Regions from separate parts of the Ctenopharyngodon idella genome. Here region 2 is linked to region 1. The links are chromatin contacts, called in public Hi-C maps. All regions are on one chromosome and are shown on one strand. The core of a region is the stretch at or near the end of the contact, and the rest is flanking DNA. Distances in the headings are between cores, read along the strand shown.

Evidence for each region. A called contact is a pair of places that touch in the nucleus more often than the background predicts.
Region 2: a contact with region 1 is called in a Hi-C map of muscle, with 3 times the contacts expected there. The contact joins the promoter of pcmtd1 here to the promoter of ube2v2 in region 1. A contact is called at or near these places in 2 of 2 Hi-C or Micro-C datasets (both in muscle).

What each region holds. Positions count from the first base shown.
Region 1 is chr23:8,882,680-8,886,936 of HZGC01, reverse strand. ube2v2 (ubiquitin-conjugating enzyme E2 variant 2) reads right to left here and starts at 2,748. Exons shown (of 4, transcript XM_051881518.1): 1 at 2,635-2,748; 2 at 536-684. The coding sequence starts at 2,701. mcm4 (minichromosome maintenance complex component 4) reads right to left here. Exons shown (of 17, transcript XM_051881516.1): 16 at 3,810-3,943; 17 at 3,490-3,723. The coding sequence ends at 3,631.
Region 2 is chr23:9,037,330-9,041,152 of HZGC01, reverse strand. pcmtd1 (protein-L-isoaspartate (D-aspartate) O-methyltransferase domain containing 1) reads left to right here and starts at 1,724. Exons shown (of 6, transcript XM_051882018.1): 1 at 1,724-1,918.

The DNA of each region.
Region 1 (4,257 bases), core at 1,499-3,998:
TGCAGTGTGAAAAAAAAAAATAGTTTTATCAAAATCAGCATGCATTAAATTTATAATGAAAGTGCTTAATTGTCCTGAAAGTAATCTCATTCTAAAATAGGATTTATTATCTTTATGCAAAATATAATTTCGGGGTGAAATATGACCTAGACAGGTTTCATGGCAGGTTTCAATTCAACCATTAAGCAAATGAAACTAAATCTCAGTATACCACATAGCCAGAACACCTCTGGGTGGGTCATTCTCCAGCCCAATAAATAATGTTGCAAATATATAAACCACTGAAGTAGGTTTCTGCAGCAGTACTGCTTTCATAGCATGAATCTTTATCTTTAATCTACACCACCGGCTGTCATGTGTCAAGCTGGATAGTATGAAGGCATGCTGTTTACTGGTGCCCACGGTTCCAGTCATGCTATAAAATAGCTGAAATGCAACATAAAAAGTGCCTGATTTCTTAACACAACACTTGAAGAAGTCAGATCAGTATTGTCATTTAACGGCTACATCAAGTGTGGTTAAACAGCAAACATACTCGTGCAGGTCCGATGATCATGCCCGTCCACCGTGTTAGAGTCATATCCTCATCATCCTCCAGACCCCAGCTCACTGTCCCATCACCGACACCTTTCTGTCCTTCCTCAAGCTCTTCCAACAAACGAAAATTGCGAGGGACTTTAACTCCTGCAAGAACACAAAGACAATTCATGAACAAGTGCCTCTCGGACTAGTCGGTAAACCTCTGTTTGCAGCTGGGTAGTTCACATTTGACATGTTTAAAATATTTTAGATGAAGTATAATTTTTTTTTACAACTCTTGTATAATAATTACACATACAGTTTTTAATAGCTCTTATTAATCGAGAGACTACATTGAATATTTATACTCTGAAAGATCCATTTGTCACACCGCAAGACTACATAAGTGAACTGCGAAAAGGATAAAACTTGATTATATAATGAATTAGTTAATTATTCAGGGTTTCAAAACCATTTGATTGATGAATTGCCATTGTTAAATATCAAATATTTAAGAGCTGAGCTTAATAACTAGAAAAATGTATATTCACTGTAGAAAGATTTTAGCTTTTATTTATTTCCATGATTCTATATCTTGGTTATAAAATTCTCTAAAATTTTAAAATTGTAAAAAGAATTGAACTGGGAAGGACAGCGAGACATTTTAGACAGGTGCATATTTCATTTAATATGAAACCAACATCTGCTTTCTATTTATGTGGATGTGCAAAAACTCTTATTTGAGGTACATTTGATGTGTATTTGATGCAATGGCTAGGAAACAATTAGTTTAAATCCTTTTTCGAACAAAACATTAATTTATAATGACTGTATGAGGGATCTCATTGTCATCTTCAACCTTCAAAAACAAAAGAACAGAACAGTCTGTTCAACCAGAGACAAAATATAATAATGTAAGCACATTTAAGTGCATGACACAAAATCTGTGCTGTTTCAAATATGAAATGTTAGCAAACTGTGCATTTCAACACCTAGTAGCAATCTAGTGTTTTCATATAGATACTCTATTGTTGACAAAGTGGAGGGACAAGATTTGCAAGTTCAGGTGAATGTCCAAAGGAAAGACTAATCACTCATCTGTGAATGATTCAGGAAATGACACATGCCGCTCTATCACGGTTTCTCACTTCCTCAAAATCTGAAGGCCAAGACAACAGGCGCAAAACTAAATAACTCAATATATTTTTGATAAAAGATCAGTTGATGCATCTGAGCCTAAAATATGTAAACATACACATTTTAAATTTCATTTACATATATCTGATTCTGTCAAGAAGTGCAACTCTGTGCAAAGTAGCTTGTGGAAATGTAATCTCTAAAGATCTAAGTTTTAGCATGTCTTAAAATAAGTGTTTGAGATACATGTTTAAGATGTGCTGTTCTTTACATACATATAAACTGTCATTTGATCTTATTATGAGTTATGAAATCTAACACTGCTATAATTTGCATCTACATACAATAAAAATAATGAATTTCTCAAATTAAAAAAAAAATAAAAAAAAATATATATATATATATATATATGTATGTATGTATATGTATATATATATATAAAACACAATCATAACGCACTTCTCCATTTGTCTTTAAAAGGTTTAAATGACTCTGTAAGGCTGTATTAATTTGCTCAGGTAAAAATCAACACGTAAACATCAGTTAAAGGCCCGTTTTATCACGGCACTGGACGGAACCAGCAGCAGCACGCGCGTCAATGCTCCGCCTCGCCTCACATTTTTTGCACCGATACACCCGCCCAACTGCAACATACAACATTTTATCAGTGCCTCGGTACCATATAAGAGCATAATTATTTTCGATGTGCGCCTATATTATTTATTAGCTGTTAATATAAAATAAACTTGCAGTTATTTTTAAACTACAGGTCTGTTTGTGGGCCGTTAGCTCGATGCTAACACACACACACACAGTTCAAACTGCACACTGAACTGTTAAGTGAAGTAAATAAAGACATTTGAGCACGCTAAACTTCTAAGATAATGTAAATGAGATTGTGAGGTACGTGCTCTGCGCTATAGTTGTGAAAATACGGCTGCGGAAGACCGCGAGGACTGAAGAGATTGTGAGACTAACCTGAGGAGGCCGCCATCTTCTTCTGCCCGAATCCAAAAGCGTACGAAACCGTGACGTCGTGGATCATGTGACTAATGCGCGCAGTGCTGTAGGAAGAGAGGGAGGGGTGTGGCTCCACTGCAAAGATTTTTTTTAAATATATAATTCATAACACTAGACTAGAGCATTACATCACAATAAAACGTTTAAGGCCATTTGAATTAAGTTTAAATCATTTCATTATAGCATCTTTAGCATGTTGTCATGTTTTAATTTTTAAAGTATATATATTTTTCTTTTTCCTCATTTCACTTTTCATCCAGTTAGTCTTCTCTAATATACTTTTAACCAACCAAATCCAGGTCTTTTATCACATTATCCTTCAGTAAGAAACCCTTTAGTAGGAAAACAGCACAGGCATCAGGAAGCATTAGCAATGGATTTGGTTTTGTGGCAATTTGTTGGTTTATCTCAGTCTAAAATCATAAAAGTACACATTAATTTCATTAAATTAACCAAATTGATGCCCTCAGTGGCTAACTTTAGTTGTTTTTTTCCCCCCATCCTTTTGGGCATCCTGTTAATTTGATTACCATTGTGTAAATAATCCAGTTATAATTAACACCAAAACTATTCAATGCTTGCCTTCCTGAGACTTTTGTTGACTAAAGTGTTTTCATAATGTCTATTTGTCTCACTATGCACTGCAAGCTGTTTAGGTTTTGTCCTGTTTCTGCACCTTGTTTCACCTCCATTCTGTGAGGTTTTAACTTTCCCAACACCAGAGGAAACTGAATGGGATTGATTCAGGTCAGTGATTTGATGCTTTGCATATTTATGTAAACAGCAGCTATAAACCACACAATTTACAAAATCTTTTCTTTAACAACAAAACTCATTTATTGCAACCAGGAAGGCTCCATACATATCACTATTAACAATAATTGCTCTATAGAAAAACAAAAAAGGATAAAGCAAGTAACAAAAGAGGAAGCAGCAGTCAGGCATAGTAAGCATTCACAGAAGCCGAACAGTCTTTCCTGTGACGGTCAGATAATCTTCATCAGCAAGTGCTCTGAGGGCCTCATCAAACATGTCCTTCGTAATGGCCTGAAATTGGAGGAAAACATTTTAAGTAAAGATTTATAGATGGAGTATTTTAAACATTATTAGTATTATTAAAATAATAAGCATACCGCTTCTGACTGGCCACGAAGATCATCAAACAACTGTTGGTACTTCATAGCTGGTGTTTTGCCCTTTGATTGGATGAGTTTCTTCAGTGCCTGAGCCACTTCCTCCTTACGCTTGCGTGCTGTAGCACTCATGCCTGTACAGAAACAACCAATCAAAACCATCAGACTCTCTGTAATTTGCATGACATTCACAGGTACTAGTTAAGGGATAATTGGTGAAATGAAATGGAGTAAGAGCAATGATTATGAAAAATTAAAAAATGAAAGATAAAATATTATTAGTTACTTAATTTATATAATAATATTATCAATGTATTACTACTATTTTGTTAATTTAAATTATATTAATATTCATAAACCCCCCCCATTGATTTAAAGAGTTTATGCCTGTACAGAAACCACCAATCAAAACTATCAAGACTCTCTATAATTTGCATACAATATCAAC
Region 2 (3,823 bases), core at 475-2,974, 160 kb before region 1:
TTTAATAAATACAATAATGAAAAATAATTTCATATAATAGACTATTATTTAGTACAATAAATTATTACATTATGTATGTAACAAATAGCTGTGAATTTCTATGTCATATTTGTCCTCAAACTGTATCTAAGTAAACTCTCTCTTTCTCACACACACAAACACCCCATAATTTAATTATCATTAAAATATAAGCAAGTAGTTTGTAAAGAAATTGCATCTTATTCCATCTCTCTTTGTTGATCTTTTCTAGGAGAGCAAAGTTTGCTATGTATTTTAGGGTTAAGGGGGAATTCGATGAGATCATTTTACCCATAATTCCACTGGATGCTGTTACATATTGCCCATGACGTAGAGTTGGAACATCATGGCCTGATGTTTCCAAAACCTGCAGTCAATCCTGTAGGAGCATCGTCCTCTATCGTTGAAACGTAGTGTCCATATGTATAAATTTACACTTAGTACTAATTTCAAAGTGGTTTCATAATAGTAATTTCCCAATAGAGTCGGACTAAGTGGATCTCACAGGGGCATGAGGGGTCAACAGGGTAGTATGGCCTATGCGAAAATAAAAAAATGTCACAGTGGTACGGGAATACTGTTTTCCTGTCAGGCTGAGACCACTGACACATGACAAATGCTTCCAACAGAACTCATAACCAGGCCTATATTTAATCCAGACAGCAGGTACATTTGTGTTCAGACTAATTTGAAATGCAGTGAAGCAACCCTATAGGCACAAGGTGGGTGTTTTGGATGTAAACAAGAAGGCATGCCTGTTCTTTTCTAGGAGTAACTGAGTGCTTCCGGCTGTTGACCCACTGTCAACAGATTACAAAGCCAAAAATCATCTTCATAAATCAGTCTAAAAACACACAGACACTGACCCTAGCTCCTCAAATATAACCACTGATTCATTGCAAAACCTAGTAATCAATTGGTTGACGTTGAGTGTTGTAAAAAAAAAATGCTTACATGGGTACTAAATGCCTTTTACAAGATTCTTTGTAAAAGCAGCCATCAGTTGTTTCCTAGTAAAGTTTTTTCACTCATGTCCCGCCTTCTCCTGCTATGATAGCTACGTCATTATGAACGACTCCTAAACTGTCCAATCGCTGACCGCCTTCTCGGGCTACTAGCCAATCCTGGCTCAGGAGGCGGGACATTTGTGAATACAGGCGGGGGAAAATAACAGCTGTCCGAAACAAACAAACAAAAAAAACGGGTAGAATGGCATTTAGAAGAATTTGGCTTGGCGTATTGGCCCAGAAGATGTCTCTAATTAGCCATATACTGTGTATCCAAATAATATTTTTTATATTTTAACTGTTCACTGTGTATTTCAACTCAACGGCTTTTGAAGTTTCAAGTCCTTAGATCATTACTGAAGACGGCTTGGTCACGTGGTACGTGATACTTTTCTCAGCGCTAGTCGGGCTGAACTAATCATATTCTTTGGTGATTAATAGTTAGGCGAATGGTGTTTAATCGTTTTTATATCGACGTACAGAGCTTATTTATAAATATAAATAAGCGACCAATCCTTAGTGTTGGTATATTCAAAAGATTATACACTTACATTTACAAATGCCCCCAATATAACAATAATCGAGCTGATATTTGAATGCAGCTCAATGGGGCTTTGGCTTTTTGGGCCTCTAAGAGCCCCCTGGCGGACTATCATAGCAATCAGATATTAGCCAGCAGCATTTGCCGTCTAATGTCCGCAGCCTCGTTTCTGTGAACCATGTGACGTGTGTTTACATCCTCTCAGCTGTTCCTGGAGAAAAACAGCGCTGGCTGTTCAACGCCAAGAAAATATATACATAACTCAACAGTGCGCTCAAAAACACCAACTCTAATGTGCATCCAGTGTGTTTGGCTAGTGCAAAGCCTGAGATTGATTCATGGCTTTATAAAGGTCAGTGAACATTGTTATTCCGCAGAGATGATGCCGACATTTTTGTTTTGTTGCTTTGCGTTGATCTGAGCAAGCTGAAGAAGATGTACATGTGGCAGACATTTAAATGCAAACTTACCGTCTTGGTTTAATGCACGCAAAAAAAGCCCAAAATGGCTGTTTTAAAGAATGCACAAATGTTATATTGTCTAAAGTGGTTTGATGTACCAGGTCAAACACAATGAAACCGTCTTACTGGTTTTCCCAGTCCTGCAGCGTTAATGTCATCTAACAGCATGGGTTTATGTTCTGAAGTAATTTAAAAAACTAGTTTTTTCTTCTTCTTCTTCTTCGCTCTGTTTATTTTTATCCGAATTACAGTCTGACTCAGAAATACGGAGGCGTTTTAACCAGATGCTGCAAGTTGACTAATACTTATAAGACATAACAAAAGCAGTAGCTAGAACAACTGTCTCTGAAGCTTTATTTTTTTTTTTTTAAAATAACGTGCTTTTTATTTCTTAAAAAAAAAAAAATGTTTTACGTTTTGCTCATTACACAACACGGATAAAAACAAAGGCCAGATGCACGACACACCGGGAGTTTTTTCGTAAATATTTTAAATGGCAAGTGATATTACATAACCCTTGTAATTTGACCTGTTATCGAATTAATTTAATGTATGCATGCAAGTCCTGCTTAGAGATTATGGCGGATCTAAACATGCGAAACGCTTACATTCTCTCTCTCTCTCTCTCTTTTGCTTCTTTGATTTTTATTGTCTCAGATATCATATGTAGATATAGTAAGCACTGCACACGTCGCTAAACACTGTTTTTAACGCAGTGCGGATGTGTGGTGTTTTATAAATGCTTTAGCTCGACTGCGTCGTGAAATGTAGATCTTTACGTGTATGGATGGACCTCAGCGCGGTACGTCACGCAGTCAGTCACCATCCATATTATATATGCGTCGAACGTAAACAAACAAACGAACGGAAGCGTCGCAAATACGGCATTTCTCTTCACTTTCGACAGAAACATCGTTCAGAGGAATGTAAAATTATTATTTATATGACATCTTGGCGCCATACGATTTGTTTAGAGTCGAGTGTTGGTGGTGGTATGGCAAGCTGCTTTAATATTAATCCTCACAACTCTGTAAAGTTTTTGTTGTTGTTGTTGTTGTTGTTGTTACGTAGCCTAACAGGGACAAATATGTTTAGTTTTACAAGTAAATGCTCCTTAAATACAGTTCATCTTATTATTATTATTATTATTATTATTATTATTTTTGCTCAACTTTTTCCACAACATAAATAATTTTTATTGGCCATCAGCTCTAAAAGCTTTTTTACTTTTTTACAGAACTTTATATATATATATATATATAATTTAAATTACAGATCAGAATGGTTACTTTACAGTAATTAAAAATCTTACCAACCGAATACACAATTGTTAGGTCTCAGTCGCTAGGAATATTAGATCCAGCCATGCTGAACAGTGTTGGTCTTCTTCCATTCTACCATAAAAATAATTTAACAGAATCTAATTTGCGTCTTTCTCTCTGCGTAGTCTGGCTTCGTCTGACCAGCACAAATTACCAAGTTTACTTTTGGTTATAAACAGCTTCACAACCTCCTGTGAAACCTTGAAATGGATACACTCCTTCTTATCTCTAACTTGTGAAGGCCACACATTGAACCACAAGAGCAAAGCATTGCAAGAACGTGGAAAATGAGTAATATAAAAAAAGTAATATAAATAAAATTAATAAATGATAAATGAATATTAAATATGGATAAAAGACAAATGTTTGCTCTCTTAAAGCTATAGGTTGCTCTTAAAATCAAATCTTTGACACTAAAATCTCTACTAGTGTTTATTCGGTTGCTTCTAAGAAAACTGGAATAGATACTAGTAA